Linked DNA regions of Mus musculus: region 1 is linked to region 2. The links are chromatin contacts, called in public Hi-C maps. All regions are on one chromosome and are shown on one strand. Each heading gives the region's core, a stretch centred on a gene start, on an enhancer-like site or on the middle of the called end of the contact. The rest is flanking DNA. Distances are from core to core; before and after follow the strand shown. Region 1 has its middle 63 kb from the start of B130024G19Rik. Region 2 holds the start of B130024G19Rik (RIKEN cDNA B130024G19 gene).

Region 1 (4,853 bases), core at 22-2,521, 64 kb before region 2:
AAAGTAATTCACATCAGGCTCATTCACAAAAACCTAGCAACTAGGGATGTAGCTCAATTGGTAGAATGCTTGCCTCACAGGCCCAAGGACCTGTATCTTATCCCTAGCTCACGAGACTGACTACAGTAGCACACATCTGTAAACCCCAGTAGTTGGAAGGTAAAAGCAGAAAATCAGATGTCCACGAGCACCCCTAGCAACACAGCAGTTTGTTCCAGATCCATGTGGATATGTAAGCTCCCCTTTGAAAAAAAAATACATCTAACCATATGGCGAGATTGCTATTAGCGACTTTGAAGATAATCTCAGGAATTGGCCCTCACTTTTTACGTAAATCATCTGCAAACTTTAGCATCCTGTCGAGTACCAGCAGCAAAGCAGCCATCTTTTGGGGAGCTTGACCATTGTTGGTTCAATGAGTAGAGTGCAGACATTTATTTATTCTACAGCCGTGGGGCTCGAGACATCGCGTGTACTGCAATGGCTTGTCGTCACTTTTCCTAGATTTAGAGAAGATCCTGAGGTCCTGCATTTCTAATAAGCTCTCAAGTGACACTCTCACTCCTGGTCAGGGGACAAACCTGAGAAGATACACTATATAACAATCCAATACCTGTCAGATAAGCATTACCATACCAAACCCCAGGACTGGGGAAATGGTTCAGTCGGTAAATTTCTTGCAAAAAGAAACCCCACATGAGGATCTGAGTTTGGGTACCTAGAACAACTCGTGTGTGTGTGTGTGTGTGTGTGTGTGTGTGTGTGTGTGTGTGTGTATGCTTGTAAAGGTAAGTTCCAATGAGATCTGTCTCAAAAAATGAGGGAGAAGGCTGCAGTGGGGGGAGGGGGTGTTCTCAATGTTCCTGTATTACCCTCTAATAAAGTTCCTCATGTTGTGGTGATTCCCTTCCAACCATAAAATTATTTTACTACTACTTCATAACTGTAATTTTACTACTACTGTGAGTAGTAATGCAAATATCTGTGTTTTCCAGTTGAGAGGGTTGTTCATACTCTTAAAGGAGGTCAAAACCCTCAGGTTGAGAACCGCTGCCCTAGAGGAAGCTGTGTAACATCAACCACAGGCTGCCACATACAAGCACAAGTGCATGCACAAACATATACACTGCATCACACACACACACACACACACACACAGAGAGAGAGAGAGAGAGAGAGAGAGAGAGATACCTAAGCCCCACCTCTCACACACACCCAGATGGAATTTCTAAGGGCAGGCAATCTTGTGGCTTTTCACTCAACTCCTGGAGTGACTCATCATCCAGGTCTGAACTCCAAGACCTGGACCCCGCCTGTTTCTGAGAACAGGGACTCTCCCTTCTAGGGGCCCCTTCAAAGCAGGAGGAGGCTGAAGACATGTGAGTGCCTCCTCCAATAACTTGTCTGGTAATTGGCATATTGATTGCTAGTGTCATCATGCTTTAGTATACATAAACTCCTCGCTCTATTACACAGCCCTCAACAATCCAAAAAGCCATTGTTTATTCATCGGGACTTGCAAACTGGCCCTTGTCAGCTCCTGCTAGAGAGCCTGCTGATAAAAATCAGCAGACGATTGGACGCACACATTCTTAACATGACTGACCCATGACATCTGGAAGGGCAGCCCCAAAAGCCTGATGCTGAACGATGCTTTCTTTTCTCCCCCTTATCTAGCCCAGATGATTTTAAGATTTTTTTATTAACTCATTAATGACTGAAGATGTCATTAGAATGGAGGGGAAGTTTTATTTTTGGTTTTTGTGGGTGTTTTGTTTTTTGAGTTTTTTTGTTTGTTTGTTTGTTTTCTTTTCTAAGTGGGAATAAATGTACCATTTGCTGGAATGAAAAGAATTGGCTCAATAATGAAATAGTTAAAACAAAGCAAGCAAAGAGACTTATTTTATTAAAATCTAAGATCTCACTAATGACTTCTGGGATTGAAAATCTACAAAGAGAGATGGCAACTCACTTCAGAAATAAGTTGGGGAAGAATGGAATGATTTGATCAAGGAAATAACCGCCCATAAAATCCAGCATATAATTCTCTCCCATTGTGGGCCCAATCATTCCAATCTAATAGCTAAATAAAAAGAGAATTCAGCACAAGGCTCCTAGAACCTTAAAATGCTTTTGTATCTACATTGTCATTAAACCAGATCTTGTTTCTGAGTACCTTTAATTTTCCTATCTTCAAGATCACTTTTAAAAATCAAATTAGATCTTTTGAAGGCCCTTAAATTGCAACAGCCATTCATTTTTCCATATATGTTCGGGCTTCAGCCTTTACAGCCTGGATTGTGTGGCCAATTAATGGAGTATCTCAAGGAAGCACTAATCATTTTGAGAAGCTAAGACTATAAAAAGCCAGCAGCCTATTTTCAGTATAACTGATTGGATTGGGAATAAGCTAGAAAGACAATGTCCAATATCCATGCTAACTTTTTCAGGTGGGCTTGTGACAGTGCACACTCACAGACAGAAAAGCATCCACAGTTACGTAAGTTGCTGTTCACTGACAGACTCTTTGAAGTTCAAATTGAGTTGCCTCCTCTTCCGGGTTCAGCCTCGGGCGGGCATGAAGAAGGCAGCGAGGAGAGCAGGTTTACACTGATTTTTATCAGCTGAGATAATTCATTTGGCAAAGGAGACATCTATTACCAGATGTTTTTCCTATGTTACTAAGTGTTTACTAAATTTTACTTTTATCAAAACACATTGTGAATTAACAGAGCCTCATAAAGCACAGAGAAGCATTCCCTGGGAGAAAAAAAAAATTAGTTGAGCGCTTTAAAGATTTTGGCCTAGAGAAATTGAAGTCAGCAAACTGTGGTCAAGTTAAATATGTTTTAAGTCAAATTTTTGTTATTGTTGTTGTTGTTGTTGTTGCCAACATTTTGAGACAGGGTCCTGCTGTATAGCTCTGACTGTCCTTGAACTTACTCTGTACATGAAGCTTCAGAGATCCACCTGCTTCTCGCTCCCAAGTGCTGGCATCAAAGCTATGTGCCACCACACCTGGCCAAATTTTAGTCTAAAACTGAGTGACTGTATCTTTCTGTATTTATTTGTCTGGGAAAGGATTTTGTTCATCATGTGATATGCTAAATAGAGTAAGTAGTATTCAAGAGACTAATTGAGCTTCATAGTCTCATCATTAAATGTACTAATATTGATAGTGAACATGTTCTTTCATCTTTCACTTCAAAATCCTGCACACTCCGGTGAAGCCCAGTGGGGTGGGGGGAAAAGTTGAAATCCAGATGTTTGTCAGATCCAGATGTACGGTGTCAAGTAAACAAACCACCAAACTTTTTCCAAACTGTTTTCTCCTTTTCATTCAGATGCTTGGTGTCATGGTCTGTTTTGTCTCAACTGATTTTTAAAGAAAATCTCCTTTGTCAATATTTTAATTCCTTCTTCACAAACTTATCTCCAAACACTTCACTGAATTCATTCATGGAGATAACCCAAGGCTATCTTTCTTTCGTTTCTCAATATTTGTCCATGTGCATAGATTGAACATGTCCGTGTGTGGAAATGTGGGTATGTGTGTGCTGTGGCATGTGTATAGAGGTCAGAGAACCCTCACTGAAAACAGACTCTCTCTGTAGGACAGGCTGGTGAGGCTTCGATGTTCTTTGGATTGCCTAACTTAGCTTCCTTTCTTACAACAAAAACACTGGAATTATAGGCGTGCAACACCATATCCAGCTTTACATGAGTTCTGGGGACCCAAATTCAAATCCTCACACATGAATGGCATGCACTTTACCCATTAAGCAATCACCTAAAGGAAAGGGGCAGGGCTAACTTCTTTGGAAACAAACAAACAAAAAAAGGCAATATCAAGTAGACTTACAACATAAGGAGACCACCCAGGCGGCACCAGTGTATATACTGAAAACATTGCGTATCTCTATTTTTACATTTTTATTGACTTTATTTTGTGTGTATGAGTGTTTTGCCTGCCTTTATGTATATGTACTACATGCATGCTTAATGCCCAAAGATGTCCAAAGAGGGCATCATATTCCCTGGAAAAAGTTACAGATGGTTGTGAGCTACCATGTGTTGCTGAAAACCAAACACAGGTTCTCTGCAAGAACAAGCTCCCTTAACTGCTGAGCCAGATTTCCAGGCCCTACATCTGTCTTTTTTAAAAGATGAAAGACAATTCAATTTACGTGATTGGCGTGATAACTTAATATTACTTGGGGTGCTTGAGCTTATTTGTACTCTAAGTAGCTTTGGAGAACCAAAAAGCTCTTAAACATCAGCGATGGCCATCTTTTCAATGGGCTACTTTCCCAACACACTAATTAAACATACTAACTAAATCTCAACAAACATTCCCTTGGCCCTTCATATCTATGGGTTCTATATCTGTAGATTCTGTAAACTATGAATAGAGAAGTATCTTTAAAAAAAAACCTGTGTTGTTATTGAATGTGTAATAAATATTTTTTCTTGTCATTTGTCCCTCACCAGTACACTATAACAATTATTTGCCTAGTATTCACATTGTAATGGGTATAATAAGTCTAATAATCATATAATGTGTACAGGAGGTTGTGTGTCGGTTATAAGCTAATGTTAGACTTTTATGCAAAAGACCTGGGAATTCACAGATCTTTATGTCCAGATGAGAGATGAAGGGACTGGAAGTAGTCCCCTGTAGATTATGAAGGACAGCTGTCCTTAACACATAAAGAATGATCTCTGCTATGTGACTTTGGGTACAATAAAGTACCCACCTAAGAATCTACAGACTTGCTGGGCAGTGGTGGCGCATACCTTTAATCCCAGAACTCGGGAGGCAGAGGCAGGCAGATTTCTGAGTTCGAGGCCAG
Region 2 (5,122 bases), core at 1,812-4,311:
CCTTTTCACACCATTCAGAAACTCCATTCCTTCTAAGACAAAGACCAGAGCCTTGGGAATTCACAGGGAGAAGGAGGACTCCAGTCTCACAACCCTTGAACACTTGTTTTTAAATCTTCAATATTTCACTTTAAACCTGCACTTGGTGATGGACTCCTGCATACCAGCTCTCAGCCCCCACCCCGGCCCCACCCTGGAGGAGCCATGGAATTTTGCCACCCCTCACCCTAACCCCATGCCCCTGCCCGATTTGGCCTTTCGGTCAGGCGGGCCTGCCTTTTAGGGTTAGTGCATCTCTCACCTTTGACCCTCAAGATTGGAATGGCTACCAGTGTTCTAAATTTGACCAAAGTTGGAAGAAAATGACCACAAAATAATTACTCCAAAGCCCAGTTCTAGTTCAGCGTCTGAGCCACCTTTCTGGTACAACAGCCACCTCCATCCCTATCGCTACCCCCCACCTTCTCTGGCAATGAATGCCCTAGTCACCTCTGAAGGAGGGAGCTGGGTGGCGATGAGTTGCCAGGTCTAATTGGTCTTTCATTAGGTTATCCCAGGCGCCCAGGCTGGGGAAGGTGGTCATCGATCAGACCTGGCATGAAAAGAAAAGGAGGCGGGAGAGGAGAGGAGAGGGCCAGAGAAGGGGAGGAGAGAGGCCCGGATTTAGATCACCTTCACCTGCCCAGAGCCCGGCCTCCCTGTTGGAGATCCCTCGACCTTCAACTAGGATGAAGGGGGCGGGGCAGAAGGGAGGGGGCATTACTGAATTACACACGTGGCCTCCTTCTAAGAGACAGAGTGCACCTCCTCTTCGGAGGAGTCCCACCAGCTATCCACTCTTTGTAACTGATGAGACAAACCGCAAGGAAAAACTTCTGTAGCCCATATTTATGGTATTAATGAATAGTTTAAAAAAGATTTACACTTCTTATGATCAATATTCTGAGTTATTTCCCTCAAAGTATATAATTACAGTGTCTTCAGAGTTTCATCATTGTTTGAGGTGGCAAAACCATTTGTAATTTTCATTAGCCAGTAAACATGTAATTAACATTCAGCACTGTGTTTAACTTAATTCCTGTTTAAGACAGGGACAAGAAGCAGTGAAGAGCGTTCGTTCCATTTGTCAAGTCTGACATACATCTTACCATAACAGTTTCCTAAAATAAAAGATTCATGTTTCCCCATTCTTCTCCTCTTAAAACAAAACAAAACAACAACAACAACAAAAATCCATTAGTTCAAACTGTACTAAACTGCAAGAGACAGCTCAGTCTGCTCTCAAGTTTTGCCAGTTATTGTATCTCTGCTTCTTTTACTCGTTTGGGGGAATTGATAAGGGGAGGGGTGAATTAAGTATTCATTATTTAAAGGCATGAAATAGGGGAACCCCTCCTCCCAAAAGAAATAGATTTCCTCTTCAGGAAAGTTCTAGAATGGACAGTAGAAAGGGGAGGGAGGCACTAATCCACAGGGGAGAGGAAGAAAAATCATTGGGGAGGGGGGACTTGAGTTAAAAGTAGAAAATGAGGATTCCAATTGATTCCTAGGAAAAAATGTTGGCCTCCTGTTTCAAGTTCTATCTTTGATCCAGGGTGAGAGGACCGTGTCTGCCAGTCTTAGGCTGCAGCTCCCCCCCCCCTCTGGTTTTTCCCCCCCAACTTGCTTTAGGATTAGCTTCCATCCCTCTCAACCCCAAATGGTGGAATTTGGCTGTGCCTCGGGGTTGTCCTGCTTTGCAATATTGCCTATAGTTGTTTTCGGTTTTCTGCTAAGACTGAGCCGGGTTGCTCCAGCCTCCGACTAAACTCATTAAGTTGGGAGATTTTTTTTTTTTTTTCAATTGGAAGGGTGTTTTTAAAGTCTCCTCTTTCCAGCCCCAAACAAGGTGTAACAACGCACTCTTCCTTCTAAGGCATCAGATGAGAGACAAGGATCACTCCAGACAGCTCCTACCTACGGTTTGGGGTTTTTTTTTCTTAAAGGCGAGGCTTGCATTCCTCAGCAGCTATGTACAAAGCTCCCTGAAGCTGTCTCTCTCTCTCTAAAGTTAGTGTGCAGGCTTTTCCAACGGCTGAGAGCGCCTGGTACACAGGGAAGCAGTTCCTTGAGGTGGAAGATCTCTTCTTTCACCTTTCTTTTTCCCTGCAGACTAATGCCTACTTTTTTATCAGTTTGCACAATCGCTTAGATAAACACCGAGGAGGAGAGTCTCTTTAATTATCAAAGACACATCTTTTCAGGGGGCCAACAAAGCATTTATTTCACCCGCCAAACTAAAGGAGAGTTATTCCAGTTTAGAAGGAAGATGCAAGCGGTTTGGGACCTTGAACAAGGCAAATATGGTTTTGGTATGTTTGCTTACTGTATTTTTTTCTCTTTCTCTTCTTTCTCACTTTTCTCCTTGTGCTGTGTGGGGTTGGGGATGACTTGGGGCTTTTCAGAAAATCGCTTTGCTAACGTGTATGCAATGCCTCGGACTGTGGTTGAAGGGGTCTGGGGGAGGGTGGGGGCAGTCAATTCAGTGCGTTGCCATATTTTATTACATGTATGTGGTAGCAGAGGTGGAAGGGGGGGATACAATTGCAAAGCTGCCAAAATATGATTAAACCGAAGCATAAAGACTGCGGTTGCCTCCCATCTCCTCGTCCTGTCTTCTCAAACTCATTTCCTTCCATAGAACTGACTGAAAACCAATCCTATATGCCTGGTTTTCCAAGCAGCAGATTGTCTAGGTTTGCTAGCGAAGGGGCTGCTAGGCTGGCTTTGGGTATCAGAATTTCCTGTTCGATTTGCCTCTGCGCTTCATTTTGCAACCTTGTGCAGCTGACATGCAGGCAGGCAAGCAGGCAGGCAGGCAGGGACCAAAGCCTTGCCTGGCGCCCTCGGCCGCGGTTCCGGAAGGAGAGCGCTCTGTTAAGCTAGGAGAATCTCAAGGAGAAGGGTACTCACCATCGGGCGGGGTGGTGAAGCTGGCGTGCGGATTTCAGGCAAACGTTTACCTTTTTGCTGTCTATTGCAACTGCGCCGGGCTGACTTTAGAAGCAATTCTGTGCTCTGTGCAAAATGTTCATGGAACGGTTCCTCATTAAAAAAAAAAAAAAAAAGCCAGCGAGAGAGACGACAGAGGCAGAAAGAAAAAAGAGAGGAGGGGTGAGGGGGACGCACATAAACCCAGTTTCAAAAAAAAAAAAAATCATCTCTTCACTAGAGACTCCGGAAACGTAGAGGCAGCGAGATCCCAGCACAGTCCAACCAAGCCACAACCAAATAATTTTCAATCCTGAAGAATTATTCAGATTAAAATGTACAGAAGTTTCATTCTCCTATGCCTACGTGAGCCCCAAGTCGTTTCCCTTTAAGGGCTCCTTTTCTTTTAAAGTTGGATTTTAGGCAGCAAGGACTCTTACACTAGGGGGCAGACAGATACTGCACTTACTTCAATCTTAAGCAATTTTTTCCCTCCCAGCATATGCTCTGATTTAGCACTGTAAATTTTTCAGAGGACCCAACTCTGACAGCCCCTGGTGATTTTCAAAGTACCACAAGCCAGTGGTTAAAAATTGCATTGACTTGGAAGTTCAGAGGGACACAATGGAAGCCCCTTCTCTATTCACGGAGCTCCAGTGTGGTGGAAGAGAAAAACACACACGACTAGATTGAGGGAAAGGAGAAATTCAATGGATCCTGGATTCTACTGAGCTCAGAGTTAAACTCGGAATTGCTGGGGTCTGTATTCATATTGTGATTTAATCTGTAAAGAATTACAGACTAGCCAACCACTTTCTGCAAGGAAACCATATTCCTGGGAGCTGAGGATATATATTTTTTTCATATTAAGACAAATGTTTTCCCCTAACTTTGACCAGTCAAATAAAGCTTGCCACCATTCTCATTAAAATAGATTTACATTTGCAGTAAAGGGCTTGGCTGAGTTTTTAAAAATAATAACATATAGAGTTGTATCTTTTAATTTTAGGACTTTTAAATCTTAGAGTTAAGACAGCTGAGCATCTTTAAGAAGGGCATTTAAAAATATTTTTGCTCCTCCCCATCCCCAATTCGGCTGTCCTGTCTCTTCATTCTCTCAGTAAAATTAATTACAATTCATGTGGTGATTTTTTTCCCTTCCCTTTCTAAACAGCATTTCTATAGCTAAATGAGTCCTAAAATACAAAGTGAAGCACCTCTAACTCTGTGGTAGTTATGTGCCTAGCTGGCTGTAATTCTACAATTCATATATACATATATATATATATATATATATATATATACATATATATATATATTTGAAGTCTATAATTTCTTTAGCTTGAAAAATGAGGAACACACACACGAAGCTTCTCCTCAAAAATCACCTCTTCGTGTGTGTGTGTGTGTGTGTGTGTGTGTGTGTGTGTATGTGTAAAAAGTAATCTTGACATGGAAATGGCTGCACTGGAGAGGCAAGATTAACATTTCTCCATAATCAATTATGCTCATCTATTAAGTCGAGATGGGGCTACCTATTAAATTTCCTGTGTCAGCCTCAGTCTCACTATATGCTGAGCTTGCCTCTAATCTGACATTTGCAGTATCAAATAATTCCTTAAATCAGAGAAGTTTTTTTTAAAGACCCACAATTCTCTGAAATGACTTATTTTCTATCTTTCTTATTCTCTGTAGGAGAAAGTTATATGGTGTCTCTAATCAGCCAGAAGTGCTCAGCCTAGCTTTACTCTATGACCACCTTATTACACACCAGGTTTATGATAGGCTAGTACCTGCTATAGCTTGTTATTTCTTAAAACATTCAAATAATCACAGCACCTGCCGCTGTAGTGCAATATGTGAGTTCTGTGGAGAAAGGGAAGGCTGAGAAAGATTTCAGGGTGAAGCTTAAATAGGATTTTTTTTTCTCTTTGCCAAAAAGTCAGCGTCTGCCTGCCCATATCTTTCTGCCCTCCTTGTCTCACACTCTGTCTCTATGTGCAAAAGAAACTGCCCCGAAAGCGTGGTTTTCTCATGTCAACTGTATGTTCAGTTCATTTTACTAAAGTAAAATTTACACTGCCAAATTTCTGCACTACCAAGGATGCTTCCTAAAGTTGTTGTTTTACTCTTTGTGGTGTCTTCTTTTCCC

The links. Hi-C and Micro-C count contacts between places; a contact is called where the count stands out from the background.
Region 1: a Hi-C map of uterus shows a contact between it and region 2, with 4 times the contacts expected there. The contact joins the enhancer-like site here to the promoter of B130024G19Rik in region 2. A contact is called at or near these places in 1 of 15 datasets of contacts at CTCF or cohesin (the NIH/3T3 cell line), 6 of 484 Hi-C or Micro-C datasets (embryonic stem cells, urothelial organoids and uterus), 2 of 115 datasets of contacts at active chromatin or transcription factors (the SCID.adh cell line and extraembryonic endoderm stem cells) and 2 of 9 other capture datasets (adipose tissue and pancreatic islet).

What each region holds. Positions count from the first base shown.
Region 1 is chr7:70,425,954-70,430,806 of GRCm38.p6, reverse strand. No RefSeq gene overlaps it. Among named protein-coding and RNA genes, the nearest start is that of B130024G19Rik, 63 kb to the right of the region's middle. Within about 2 kb of position 1,271, at least 39 of the 459 cell types and tissues checked have an H3K27ac peak or open chromatin away from gene starts, as enhancers often do. A contact at or near this core is called in the NIH/3T3 cell line, the SCID.adh cell line, extraembryonic endoderm stem cells and 1 more, where this site is marked.
Region 2 is chr7:70,363,322-70,368,443 of GRCm38.p6, reverse strand. B130024G19Rik (RIKEN cDNA B130024G19 gene) reads right to left here and starts at 3,061. Exons shown (of 11, transcript NR_045850.1): 1 at 2,953-3,061. It also overlaps a transcript of Nr2f2 not described here.